Regions from separate parts of the Mus musculus genome. Here region 2 is linked to region 1. A link is a contact called in public HiChIP or PLAC-seq data. All regions are on one chromosome and are shown on one strand. The core of a region is the stretch at or near the end of the contact, and the rest is flanking DNA. Distances in the headings are between cores, read along the strand shown. Region 1 holds the start of Zcchc8 (zinc finger, CCHC domain containing 8). Region 2 holds the start of Hip1r (huntingtin interacting protein 1 related).

What was found. HiChIP or PLAC-seq counts read pairs in DNA pulled down with a chosen protein or histone mark.
Region 2: a FOXA1 HiChIP or PLAC-seq map of pancreatic cancer cells shows a contact between it and region 1. The contact joins the promoter of Hip1r here to the promoter of Zcchc8 in region 1. A contact is called at or near these places in 2 of 39 promoter capture datasets (neutrophils and pre-B cells), 1 of 115 datasets of contacts at active chromatin or transcription factors (pancreatic cancer cells) and 1 of 9 other capture datasets (adipose tissue).

Annotation. Positions count from the first base shown.
Region 1 is chr5:123,718,107-123,725,171 of GRCm38.p6, reverse strand. Zcchc8 (zinc finger, CCHC domain containing 8) reads left to right here and starts at 4,128. Exons shown (of 14, transcript NM_027494.3): 1 at 4,128-4,449; 2 at 5,638-5,680. The coding sequence starts at 4,242. It also overlaps the pseudogene Gm19601.
Region 2 is chr5:123,971,886-123,979,059 of GRCm38.p6, reverse strand. Hip1r (huntingtin interacting protein 1 related) reads right to left here and starts at 5,432. Exons shown (of 32, transcript NM_145070.3): 1 at 5,205-5,432. The coding sequence starts at 5,297. It overlaps Gm46922 (a long non-coding RNA gene), which reads right to left and starts at 5,192. Exons shown (of 3, transcript XR_001784954.1): 1 at 4,682-5,192; 2 at 4,342-4,391; 3 at 3,582-3,868.

The sequences.
Region 1 (7,065 bases), core at 2,879-5,378:
CCACAGCTAGAAGCATCCCTTCTCTCGAGATTGGATATTTTAAAGGGATTAAAATGTTAATATGGGGCTGGAGAGATGGCTCAGTGGTTAAGAGCACCGACTGCTCTTTTGAGGGTCCTGAGTTAAAATTCCGACAACCACATGGTGGCTCACAACCATCCATAATGAGATTTGAAGCCCTCTTCTGGTGCATCTGAAGATAACTACAGTGTACTTACTTAGATATAATAATAAATAAATCTTTAAAAAAAATAATTTGAAATGTTAATATGTAAGAATTTGCAACAACTGTGGGACTTTTAAAGTTATTTAGATCTTGGGGATGAATAAGAAAGTAAAGGTTGAGACTTAATAGTGATGTGTTTGTGTGTCAAGGTGATAAGGGATCAATTGTACTGGCTGGTTTTGTGTGTCAACTAGAGTTTTCACAGAGAAAAGAGCTTTAGTTGAAAAATGCCTCCTTGAGATCCAGCTGTAAGGCATTTTCTCAATTAGTGATCAAGCAGGGAGGATCCCTTGTGGGTGGTGCCATCCCTGGGCTGGTAGTCTTGGGTTCTATAAGCAAGCAAGCAAGCTGAGCAAGCCAGTAACATCCCTCCATGGCCTCTGCATCAGCTCCTGCTTCCTGACCTGCTTGAGGTCCAGTCCTGACATCCTTTGGTGATGAACAGCAGTATGGAAGTGTAAGCCGAATAAACCCTTTCCTCCCCCAACTTGCTTCTTGGTCATGATGTTTGTGCAGGAATAGAAACCCTAAGACACTTCCCTTACTCCATTTCCATACTGAAGAGCAAAACGCTCAGGGTTTTCCTACAAATCAGAAACCTCCAGCTAGTGAGCTACAGCCTCTAGGACCTCATGCTCACCCAGTGCCCCACAAGCTAGAATTTCCTCTTTTACTATGAAAAACCTATCAATCTCTTTGCTAGACTTCGTTTAATTCTTTTTTTTTTTTTTTTTTTGGTTTTTCGAGACAGGGTTTCTCGATAGCCCTGGCTGTCCTGGAACTCACTTTGTAGACCAGGCTGGCCTCAAACTCAGAAATCTTCCTGCCTCTGCCTCCCAAGTGCTGGGATTAAAGGCGAGCGCCACCACGCCCAGCTGACTCCACTTAATTCTTGTCCTTGTTCTCTAGCCTTTCATCAAGACACGTAAGAAGGCAAGTTTGCTGTTATGCAGAGAGCATCTTTTACATGTTTAAATGACTTTAGCTGATAGGCAATCTAGGAGAACTTGCCGAGTGTAAGAGGGTCATTTTGCTACACTCTGCCTTCCCACCCTATTTACTGCTTTGACAAACCCAGTTCTTCATTTCTTTCTTTCTTTCTTTCTTTCTTTCTTTCTTTCCTTTTTTTTTTTTTAAAGATTTGTTTATTGTATATGAGTACATTGTACCTGTCTTCAGACAAACCAGGAGAGGGCATCAGATCCCATTACAGATGGTTGTGAGCCACCATGTGGTTGCTGGGAATTGAACTCAGGATCTCTACGAATAGCAGTAGGTGCTCTTGACCACTGAGCCATCTCTCCAGGCCCCCAGATCTTCATTTTCTTCTCTACACTTGGCATGCATTCGCTCATTTAATCTTTCATATTTCAGTTCTTCACTAACACTAACAGTATTTTTTTTCTTTTTTACTTTTTACCCCCCCCTTTTTTTTTTCATTTTCATTTTTCATTTTCATTTTTTTCCTTCTATCTCTTAAAGGGAAAAGTCAGGATGTTTGCTGTAGCTCAGGCACATCTCAAACACTGTCTCTGAAGATGGCCTTGAATTCCTGTTTCTAAATATGCCACCTGATCTCAGCCACAGGAGGAAAAGCAGAACAGCATTAGAACCAACCCATGCGGGGCTGGAGGGATGGCTCAGCGGTTAAGCACACTGACTGTTCTTCCAAAGGTCCTGAGCTCAAATCCCAGCAACCACATGGTGGCTCACAACCATCCATAATGGGATCTGACGCCCTCTTCTGGTGTGTCTGAAGACAGCTACAGTGCGCTTACATATAATAATAAATCTTAAAAAAAAAAAAAAGAAAGAAAGAAAAAAGAGCTAACCCATGGAACTTGGCCCACCGGTTAGCACACCACGATAGGTGTGCTGAGAACTACATGTTTTGAGGACTCCGTGGTGGTGTGGAGGTTTCACTCTGCTTGTTCCCCTCACAGTCATCTCATCCCTCATAATCTAAGAACTGTAGGAAAACTCTGAGGGGCTTCCAACCACTCATTGGGCAGTGTCATTGGCACTGTTGATGAGTGATGTTTTTCAAGCAATGCTGCTGAAACAGGTTCATGATTCAACCCCCACCCTCAGAAAGAACTCGGAGATGTAAATTGTTAGTATAAGTTAGGTTAAGATGTTTTTGCTAGGGACTGGAGAGATGACTCAGAAGTTAAGAGCACTGGCTGCTCTTCCAGTAGACCTGAGTTCAATTCATGCCACCCACATGGCAGCTCACAACTATCTGTAACTCCAGTTCTATGGGACCTGACACCCTCATCCAGCCATACATGAAGTGAAACACCAATGCGTATAAAATAAAAATAAAATACTAAAAAAAAAAAAAAAGTTTTTGCTTTGATATATAGGACTTTGGGGAACAATTTAATATCCAGACTGGTATACTTTTGAAAGTTGAACCAGGAATTTTTTTGAGGTCAGGGAACAAGAACAATGGTAGCTGAGCTAGTTCTTAGCTTATGTGGCTTTCTTGCTAAGGCTGGATGGGTCATCAAGTGATAATTACTTGTATCTATTTTTACCTTTATCTTCCTGATATAATTTGATAAAAAAAAATCAGTGAGTGGGTGTACAACTGAGGATTTAAAGTAGGAAGGTGGTGGTAGCTTAAGTCTTTAAACCCAGGACCTGGGAGGCAGAGGCTGGTGAGTTTGAGGACAGCCTGGTCTACAGAGCTAGTTCCAGGACAACCATGGGTACACAGAAGTTCCAGGTCAACCACGGGTACACAGAAAAACCTTGCCTCTGTGTGCATGCGTGCACACACACACAGACACCATACACACACACAAGCTTAGATTTCTGATTCTAAATACTCTTTTATAAGATTATTTTAAAAGATAAATAATTGATCTTTTCATTATAACTGCAAATTGTAGCCTGGTAGTACAAGAACTGGCTGAGAAAAAGTAGCTTGCTTGCTTACACTTAATCTATTATAATTTATTTAATTTTTTTTTTCACTTATAATACCTAAGACTTTCAATCTTGTAAAAGGTATGGTGTAACATGCTGGGTTTGGGGGGGGGGGTTGTTTGTTTTGTTTTTGGGGTTTTTTTTTTGCTTGTGTATTTATTATAATCATTCACTTACAAAATGTAGCCACATTGTAATCTTTGTACTACTTGGGAGATTTTGCTGGAAGATATAAGTTATGGGAGAAGTAATAAAGTTGTTGACGCTTGTTGAAGCCTTGCTTCACCGTGTGTGTGTGTGTGTGTGTGTGTGTGTGTGTGTGTGTGTGTGTGTGTTTGTGTCTGTCTGTCTGATTTACATTAATATCATCAACCCCTCCTTGGATCACTAAACGCGCTACAGGAGCTGGCCTCCAACAGAGACCATAACTAACCTGACATTATTTGTTACAGGTTATAATTTCCGGTGATTTTAACATGTGATGACGAAAATATCCATTCAAATCCAGCGGCATATGAAAGTAGAAACATAATAAAGGGTTTTCTGGTTTTTCTGTTTGTTTCGTCCCTGATAGGAGTTCATGAGAGTAGGCAGTGGAATAACTTCATTTTTCATTCATTTACAAATGAAACAAGCAAAATAAAGTGGCTTGTGTCTGAGAGCACATTTATCTACGGCAAAGGTAGAGTTCCTGTCTTCTCTTTTCGACGCTGGGGAACCGCACCACATTTTGTCAAAGCCATGTATCCGGCTTTGATTCCTTCAGCTTTAAACGCCTAACGGGGACAATCCATATTGTTTTAACTCATTCAGAACCGTTTTTTTAAAAAGAGCAATCCCAGTGTGCAACGCAAACAATGAGTCCCGTCGCTTAGAAACTACATATCCCAGAATGCCACGCTCTGTGGCCCATTCGGAAAGAGGCATGAGGGCGGCCTTGGCATTCTGGGAGTTGTAGTCTCCGTCCAGGACCCGCCCCTAGACGGCTTTGGAGGCCTGTGTGTGGAGAAAAGCCTCCAGGGAGAGCGGCTCTGGCCTCCAACCTTCGCCCCCTGCCCTCCAAGCTTTCCCACAGCCCAAGATGGCGGCCGGTGTGGATTTTGGCGACCTAGAGCTCTTCGAGGCGTTTGACCCACCAGAGGAGTCGACGCCGAAGCCCGTTCACACCCGGTTCAAGGACGACGAGGAGGAAGAGGACGACGACGACGACGAGAACGGGGTGGGCGATGCGGAGCTGCAGGAGCAGCTCCGGCGCTGCGAGGCCACCATCGAGCAGCTCCGCGCCGAGAATATCCTTCCGGCGCGATGGGCCGGGTGTCACTTGGCACTCGGGGTCTGGGTGGCGGCGGGCGGGGGACACGGCGGAATTTCCAAGAAGATTAGCATTCGAAGTCCTTCCTCCCGCGACCTGGCGGGCGGGCGGGAGTCTCGGTCCGGTTGCAGAAGCTGCATCCGCGGCCCGCGCGCGATCCCTTCCCCGCGAGCGTCCTCCAGTGCACACCACCCTGGCCCCCCAACTCAAAGCTGCTCTCAACTGTTGTGACACTGGAGACACTTCTCTCCCGGTCTTGGAGGTCACCGTGTTTTCTAACTTTGCGTGCCAAGCTCGAGAAGAGACGAGTCGTAGTGTAGTTGTGCGTTTGAAGGTGCGGGGCGTCGCAGCCGGGGAGTGGGATGATTTGTGGAGGGACGAAAGCTACGAGTGCCCACTGTGATGGAGAATCGGGGCGCGGGGGGGACGACCTTAAAGATTTAGCATGCGAAGAGACTTGCTAAATTGTCCAGATCGTTTTGATTTCTTGAGCTAACTTGCCTCCCGGTGCTCCGGGAAAAACGCGCCAAAATTCCCTTTGACTTTATTAACGTGATTATAACGTTTGTGGGTTTGCTAGTATGTTAATTTCCCGTTCTTAGGTAGTTTTGGTTCAGGTAACTTTCCTTTTGGAACTTAGCCTGAACCCTGAGCATGGTTGTTATGTCAACTTTTGAAGTTCAAGTCTGATTTTTTTTTCATGAAACCATTTTCCGTGACACACTTTATTATGAAAATTTATAAAATACTAGAGAGTTGAAAGGATTGTGTATTTCATATCCGTAGGGGTTCTCTCACATTCTTGCAAACATTTTGCTATATTAACTTTATCATTTATCTTTATGCTTTGACGTGGAAATTTTTCTTAATTGCTTCAACTTGTTCCGGGAACACCGCGGTCTAACTGAAATTTTTGGTTCATCTCTTAGACTGTTTCTGAACTCCAGGACCATGTCTTAGAATATATGTTCAAAGAGATGAAGACCTTATTTAATGTTCAGGTCCAGTTGTCCTGCCCTCGGCAAAACATGTACCCAGTGTTTTTCCTTCAAAGTACTGATTACGGGGCCTTCCTTTACATTTATGTCATTTGGATAACAAAAGTGAAAGTTTTAGTGGTTGGTTGTTATGTCCTGAGGACTGATATTCCTTAACCAGTAATAACATCAAGAACTTAAAAGAAAGTTGAACATTCTGACAAGACCCAGGTATGACATCTTGAAATTACACACGAGCTGCCTCTTGGCTCTCCTTCTCTAGTCACAGCATCCTTGTAGAAAAAGGAATTTTTGTATCATCCACAACTCAGAATCCAATGAAGAATTCAGTAACGGTTCTTTATTGTTGACTTAGGGGTATAAAGGAATTCTGGTAAGTGGGTTAAATGTCTAAACAGACTTAGTGGGTCTTTTTCCTCAATCCAGAAATTTTTGCTTGACAATTCAGAGAAGCAAGTTAGACCCAGCTGTTCATATTTAACACATTTCTGGTAAGATAAAATAAGTTTACAGTTATGTTAGCCGATGATTTCTTTACAGCTGTTATTATTACTGTTGTTATTATTGGTGGTGGTTGGTTGGTGGGATTTTGTTTTGGACAGGCAAGGGTGGGTTTACTGAGACAGTGTTTCTCATCTTGTAACCCAAACTAGCCTGGAATCCACTGTATGTTTACACTGGCCTTAACCTTATTGGTTTTTGTTTGTCTACCTTGAAAGTGCTGGGATAACAGGAGCAACCACACTAGCATTAAATATTTTTATTAATATTTGTAAAGTACGTATTAAATATTTTACAGTTACAGACAGTGCAGGTAGAGCATTTTTTGTTTTGTTGATACAGTCTTCTTGTAGCCTAAGCTGGTCTCTGGTTACAGTGTGGCTCAGGGTGACTTTGAACTCTTGGTCCTCCCGCCTCCCCTTCCCTAGTACTGGGATTACACCTAGGGCCAAGTCTGGCAAGGCACAGCACTTTAGAAGAAAAGGAAATATGCTTTTGAGAAAGTATCGAATGCAGGAGGCATGTATTCAGACATCTGCTTATAACAGTTACACTAATGCTGGCATCTCCATATGATAGGAATTTAACAAGTTACTAGATTAATTTTTTATTTATTTTGTTTTTTGAGTCAGGATTTTACTTTGTAGCCTTGAACTCCCAAGTCTTTGCATGAAACTCACTTTCAGTATACCAGGCTGGTCTCAAACCCAGCTGCCCTGGGTTTAATCTGAGTGCTGGGATTAAAACCACGTGCTACCACTGCAGCCTAGAGTACTTGCTAGTTTATGTAGAGCAGTTGCTCGTTTTTCCTTTCTTCCCATGTCCCTCCCCCCCCCCTCTTCCTTCCTTCCTTTTTTTCCAGCAGGGTCTGTGTAGTCCAGGCTGCTCTCAAACTCCTGGCATGCCTTCTGCCTTAACTTCCCAAGTGCTGGCGTTCCAGATAGGAGTCTTCTTGTCCAGTTGAAATATTTTTAGGCTTTGGAACTGGGAAGTTTTATTGTCTGTTCGTGTACTGGCTAGGCTGAGACCAGAATTTCAGGTAGGGTCTCTCGCAGTCCTGGAACTCACTGTGTAGCTCTGAGGATCTTGAACTT
Region 2 (7,174 bases), core at 4,183-6,682, 250 kb before region 1:
CACGCCTTTAATCACAGTGCTCGGGAGGCAAAGGCAGGCAGATTTCTGAGTTTGAGGCCAGCCTGGTCTACAGAGTGAGTTCCAGGACAGCCAGGGCTACACAGAGAAACCCTGTCTCGAAAAACCAAAAAAAAAAAAAAAAAAAAAAAAAAAAAGAAAAAAGAAAAAAGAGAAAATGGGAAAACTAGACCAGGTGGTGGCGGCACACACATGCCTTTAATTCCAGCACTCCAGGCAGAAGCAGGCAGATCTCGAGGGCCAGCCTGGTCTACAGAGTAAGTTGTAGGACAGGAATACACAGAAACACTGTCAAGAAAAACAAAGCGGGGAGGTGGGGTGGAAAACTGAGGCACAGAGCAACAACAGAGCCAGGCCTGGCCCAGGTTCCTAAGTGCTCAGTACACTTGCCATAGTTGGCACTTCTCTTCCCCAAGGGGGTACAAAGGTGACTTTTCCCCTTCTACTGTGTACCCCAATTATGCAGGATGAGGTCAAGAAATGTAGTCAGTGTGCCCCAGAGGTGCACAGAAGCAAAGGCAGGAAGCAGCTGAAGTACAGGCAGCTCAGTCCCAGCCTGGTCTGGAAGAAGACACTTCAGAACTCTGGTATCCTGGGAGGCAGCCCCAGCCCACCTTAGGGTAGCTTCTCACGTGTGTGAGCCAGCCTATTCTCCGCTTTCTGACAGGGGCCTTGGCTTTGTCTCCTCTCATTCAGCCAGCTGTTGTGACACAGGCCTATGCCTACTCCTGGGGACACAGTGGAGACAGGACAGACCACATCAGCCCTCAAGAATCCACCCTGTTCTGAGATAACAGCTAGACAGAGTTAGGGGTTTTGGACATTCACCATGTGGGTTAGGGCTTTTTTCCAACTCTGGGGCGGGGACTTTTTCTATTATTATAAATATTTTGTGCGTGTAAGCGTGTAGTAACATGTTATAATTACACTCTTCCCCCTCCTGCCGTGCTTGGAATCAAACTGGGGTTTCTCACTTGTAGGCAAGCACTCTGCTGTCGAGCTTCACCAAGACACACCCTGAGCTATAGGCAGACCAGGGCTGAGCAATGGCATGGGCTCTGAAAGGTTCCCAGAACTTGAGAGCTGTTTTCAAGCCAGAGCCTAGGGCAGGTTCCAGACACCTGCTTGCTCCCGTGTGTCCTGCCTCTGCTAAGTGGGTCCTGAGAATCACCTGGCTGAGGCAACTCCACACCATACCAACGCTCGGGGCTCTGCCCCCAACCACATCACCCCCATTTGCCTGAGGTCTGCTGCTACTCACACCGGCCCCTGTCCACAGGCAGCTGCTGACTGCCCCCGGGGCTAAGACTCCTCGGAGACACAAAATGAGAAAAATCCCATTCACCCTTAACAGTGCTCCAGTGGGAAGATGGATTATTCAAGGCTAAGCTGGGCGAAGTCAGATACAATCCAAATGAACTTCACCTGCCTGTTTGCTTTTTTCTAGAAGCCAGCAGACATCTGAGTATTTACACATGTGGCCCCTCTTCTGCATCTATTCAGTGCTACTGTAGCAAGGGGACTTGTCAATAAATGTTAATCTTTACAAGAGTTTGTTCCCTGGAGGGGGGAGGGGAGCTGCTGAAGAAATGCGTCACTGACCTGGAAATCGGAAGGTAAGAAGTACTTCTAGCTCAGAAGCTGGCTCCCAGTGGGCCGCCTTCACCCCACCCCTCACCCCTCACCCTTTCACCTTGGAAGCTGATGTTGCCCTGGGTTTAACCCTGCACCTTGATTAAAGGGCTTCTCTCAGCCTGACCTGGGAGAAGATCCCTCCCCTCTGCCTCTGCATGCTGTGGGTAAATCAGAAGCTCAGAGAAGCAACAAAAAGGGCAACTGTGTGTTTCCACAGAAAGGAAACTACAATTAGGATGTTCATGGCTTCTAGCAGCACAGTGTGCTCCAAAGACCGCTCACCTCTTTCAGAGAGGTCCCAGATTTTGAACTTTGTGGGTGGAGGGAGGGGAGAACAGTAGGCCAACTATTTGCTGACACCCTACTATGTGCTAGACACTACTTATTTTTACGGTGTTGGATGTATTATCCCCCTGTTGCTGCTGTAACAAATTGCTACAGTTTTAGTGCCCTAAAAAAAAAGCACTGATACATCCTAACAGTTCTTCCCGCTGGCCACAAGTCTGCAATGTTTTATTGCCCCTGAGTGCTGGCCTTGTAGCTAAGGATGGAGCTTGTGCCCCCATGATGAATTTATGTGGTGCGGGGATCAATCCACAAAACTACATTGCCAGCCCCTAGGATGGGTAGTGAAGCCCTAAAAGCTGGCACCAGTAGGTCTGGGTTTCTCTGTGTAGGTTCCTCACCTTTCCCAGTTTATAAAGGAGGGCATTACTCCTTAGCTGTTGGCTCCTTCAACCCACCTGTAGAGTTTAACCTCCAGCCATTGTAGCCACTTGCCTCCCAGCCTCCCTCATCTGCATTTAGGGACCCTGCTATGCAGGGCCCACCTGGGACTCATCAAACCAGCCACCTCAGGGTCAGATAAGCAACTTGATTTCATCTACAATCTGAATTACGCAAATAACACAGTTAGTTAGGCTGTGGTCATCTTTGCAAGGACATGACTCAACCTATCTCAGAGTACATTTATCCAGAAACACAGAACTAGCCCTGTTTTCTGAAGCAGCAGTAGCAGACTCTATCATCAAGCAACTTGCCCACCACAAGGTGAACAAACACATGAGATCTGATCTCCCCTGTCTACAAGGGTGCTACATGAAGTCAGAATGTCTTTCTTTTTCCAAAGGTATACTATGCAGAATACAGGTACAATGAGTTGTGTAGCATTTTATAATCAATTTGAAAAGGGGTTTTATCAACGAAGGGACTAAAGAGGCAGAACAGACTGCCTCTGGGACACTGTCTCCGGGACATGCCACTGGGGTCAGAAACTCATAACTGAAGCGCCAGCTGCCAGAAGGCTGGATGACTGCCTCCCTCCACACTCCTGAGAGGTAACCACAGAGCTCTCTGCAAAACAGGGTGTGTCCTGTCCACAGAGCAAACATGTAAGCACTCCTTTTCCTCCTGGCCCCGGGAGCCCAAGAGGAGAGGCTGGCAGGCGGCTGAGGACTTCAAATCTAAGCTAGCTATTCCACAGTCACCACCCTGCCAAACATCAATGTCAAGACAGGAGGTGTGTCCCAAAGGGAGGCAGGTCCCAGGATCAGATGTGCCATTTTCTGTCCCAAAGGACACACGGAAGCAGTAAACCAGGGCTCTCTAGGTCTTTCTTGCAAGGAGCCTGCCTGGCAGCTTGCTAGATATTTCTGGGAATGAGCTAATTAAATATTAACCACTTGCAAAACTATGTTCTTACAGCCCTCACTAAGTCACCGTGAAGACAGGCATACCCAGATGCTGGCCTCAAACTCTCCTGGGAAAAAGTTGCTCTCGAGTGGGTGAGTCCTGTGAGACTCCTCAGTACAAAGTTATACTTCATGAATAACCCTCTTCATCACTCAAAGACACAGGGAGGGCAGGCAAGATGGCTCAGCAGGCAAAGGCGCTTACTGCCTTGACAACTTGGGTTTGATTCCTAAAACCAATACGGGGAGAGGAGAGAAGTTGTCCTCTGACGTCCACACATACACACAATAAATAAATAAATAAACACAGTAAGAGTTTTAAAAGTGGGCAAAGCAGGTCAAGAGAACTCCCTTAATTACAAACCAGCCACCAACCTCATGTGGTCCCGTATCAGAGATTGTCCCTCTGACATTCAGGAAGGTTACCCTTGACATAGTCATTTAAGAAGATCAATGAACTTGACCTTTAAAAGCCCATCTCCTCTCCCATCTCTTCCTGCAGCAATCAGCATTCTCTGCACCTGCTTAAAAGCAGGAGAGAAAAAAAAATTCTAAAACTCACTGAATAAATCAAGCTCTTGACAACAGATCCTCCGTGCCAACAGTATTTCTCTCTAGGCTCTGCGAGTTTACTAGCACAATTAATTATGTATTAATGACTTCACATCAAACGCCATGTTTGTTTTTTATGGTGGGGAATCCAGGCTGGACCAGATGGAGATCACACGGATAAATTAATCATTCGAAGCCAGGTTGGTACTGGCAACTTGGCATGCTCGCTCGGAGCCCTCCCGTCCTGAGGTTTTATCCTTATCCCTGTCCATCATAAGCACAAAGGTGAGAGGCCTCCCGTTTTGTTATTTCAAAACTGAAAGCTAGTGGAGACTGCTTGTGCTAACTTGTTTTGAAAGCAACCACAGAGAGTCCTTGCTCTCTGCTCTGACCAAGGGGGAAGGAACTCGCCAGTGGGGCACCCACAAATGCAAATGTCACCAACCTGCTTCAGATACAGGTGGGAGGAGTCTTTGGCTTCCTTTATTGCTAAAGCTTAAAAAAAAAAAAAAGCAGCCATTTCGGTCTGGGCTGACTTCGTAGTCAAATAAGTAGTGACACCCCTCCGCGCCCCGCACCCCCCCCCCCCCGCCAACCTCCATGAGTCCACCCAAGACTTAATTAAGAACAGGGCAGAGTTTGTAAAACAAAAAGGAGGGAAGCAGACGTGTTGGTGGTGGTCGTCTGGAAGCAGGAGGATGAGGATTTTTAAGGCTAGCGTGGGCTACATGAGACCCTGTCTTAAAAAAAAAAAAAAAAAAAAAAACCCAAAACCAAAGCAACACCTGCACAGTGGGTCCCCAGAAGCCATGCATGAATGAATGCGCATCAGGGCCATTATTCAATTTTCCACGCCACCTTCTCGGGTCGGGCCCTCTCCTGGGAGAGCGGCGCGTGGGAGCGCAGGAAAGGAGCCTGGGAAGTTTCCGTCTGTCAGGCGCCGGTGTTTAACGAGGGGGTGGCAGCCTATTTATAAGTGGGCCCCCGCGCGGGCAAACAAGTCTGGCGACCTACGTGAAACTTTTCACCCGAGCAGATAATAAGATACTGTGCGGCCGTGCGAACAGCTCGGCAGCGAGGGAAGCCGGGAGCTTCCCTGGAAAGGCGGCGGCGAGCAGAGGGCGCTCCGGGCCCCGCGCGGCCGTGCGCACCTGGGCCGCGTCCGCATCCCGGAGCCCAGCCCCGCTGTCGCGCGGCTTCCGGTCACCTGCGCCGCCCGGGGCCGCGGAGCCCGCAACCGTCCGCGCAGGGCCGAGCGCACCGAGGGCCGCCGCCGCCACCGCCCGCCCAGCCCGTGCCCGCGCTCGCCTGCGTCTTGTCGAACTGCTCGCGCTCGGCCTCTAGGCTGTGGCCCGGCCTGCGGCTCAGCACCCGCGCCGGCACATTCTTGATGCTGTTCATGCTGCCGCCGACCGTGTCCCGGCCCGGCTCCGCGCGAATGAGGCGTCACCGCCCGCCTCAAGCCTAGGCACACGGAGGCCGCGCGCCGCGCCGCACGGGGAGGAGCCGCAGCCCCTCCCGCCAGTCACTCCGGTTGTCCAACCGACGCCCCGCCCTCCCCGGCTCCGAACGCTCCGCCCCCCGCCCCCGCCGGGTCCCCGGGACTCCTGGCGTGCCCCGCCCACTGCATCCCTTGATCAACCCTAGGATGCCTAGTAGCCACCACTGTGGTCCCTTAGGACTCCCAGGACACCCTGCCATGCAACCCTCTGTCACCCAGTACGCCCTGCCCTGCACCCTTCCAGTCCCCGGGGACGCCCCATCCGGCACCCCTTCTGGTCCCCCGGGACTCCTTGAACCCCAAGACTCTGCATCCGCTTCGTTCCCGCGGGACTTCCTGGGAGTGTCCCTTGCACACCTGTCCTTGTCTCCTTGCACAATTCTAGCTCTCCAGGATTCCCCAACACACCAGTTCCCTAATTCTGACAGATCAGATGCAAGGACAAATACCCACTTAGCTTGGCTACATACCTTCTTACCATCTCCCCAAAGAAAGGAAAAATCACGTTGGGTCTTTCTCTACACCTGTAGGGGGAAAACTGGAACAAATAAGAGTCTTGTCTCCTTGAGTCTGGTCAGTAGCCACGCTGCAGGTTTCTTTGGTTTTTTTGTTGGGAGCCCAGCCATCTCTTCAAGTCTTTGCTTTTTGAGATGAAGTATCAACTCCCTGAGATAGGAAATGCTGTCATGAGTTAGACACCTGACCGTCTGTCTCCTAGGTCAGGTGACGCTCTCTGAGGACCCAGACGGACCCTTTCTTTCCCATTGCTCATTCCTTACTGTGTTGACATCCACTCAACATTTCAGAGTTGGACAAGGCTGTCTTTGCCACTAAGAGATTAGCCGTGCTTTATCTAATACCAATCAATGAAAAGCTCCTTTGCCAAAATATGAGGAGTAACAACAACAGCCGATACTTAAAACCTATTTGCCAGGTATGGGGCTAAACCCCTTATACCTATTATCTTGTCCCTAATCCTCAGCAAGTCACTAAATAGCCATGGTCAAAAAAAAAAAAAAAAACACACAACACAACAGATGAGCCGATTTGTTCTGTGCCAGCTGTTTCTCGGACTCTTTTTCTCACACGGGACAAAAACCAGTTATCCTGTGATTTCCATACAAAAGACCAGCCCCCACTGGGTATAGAACATCTACTACAGTGGCCTGTCATTATCAAAAGTTCCCATTCTTTTTCGTCAATAGAGGCTATTACTGCGCTGGGCGTGGTGTTCAGGCATCCAGTCAGCAGGACCCCATTCAATCTTAAAGTTTTGGTGGTATTTTTGCAGACCAAGAAAAAAAAAGGGGAAGGGCTTCGAGCCTAGGTTCACACTGTTGCAAAATGATGCCTTCAGGATATGGTCTCAGATCGGCCAGGTTTCCAGACAAGCACACTTGTAATGATACTGGAGTCCCTATGGCTATTACAATGTATCTGCGGGTGAGGTTTTGAGTAGCTGAAGGTCAAGGTGGCCTTGTGCTGACCAGCCTTCTGCTTTCCATACCTAGTAAAGCACCTGGTACATGACCTTGTTTTTTAAAAATGGGCTTGAGGGTCAACAAAATGGGAAAGTAAAGGTGCTTGCTGCCAAGCTTGAGGTCCTGAGTTCAATGTCCAGGACCCCCATGGGGGAAGGAGAGAAATGATCCCTGCATGTTGTCCTCTGACCTTTAATTCAAGCTGTGGTATGCACATGCACATATACACAAAATAAACACATCAATTTAATTAAAAACAAACAAACAAACAGGTGTGAGGGTAAGCATGGGACCAT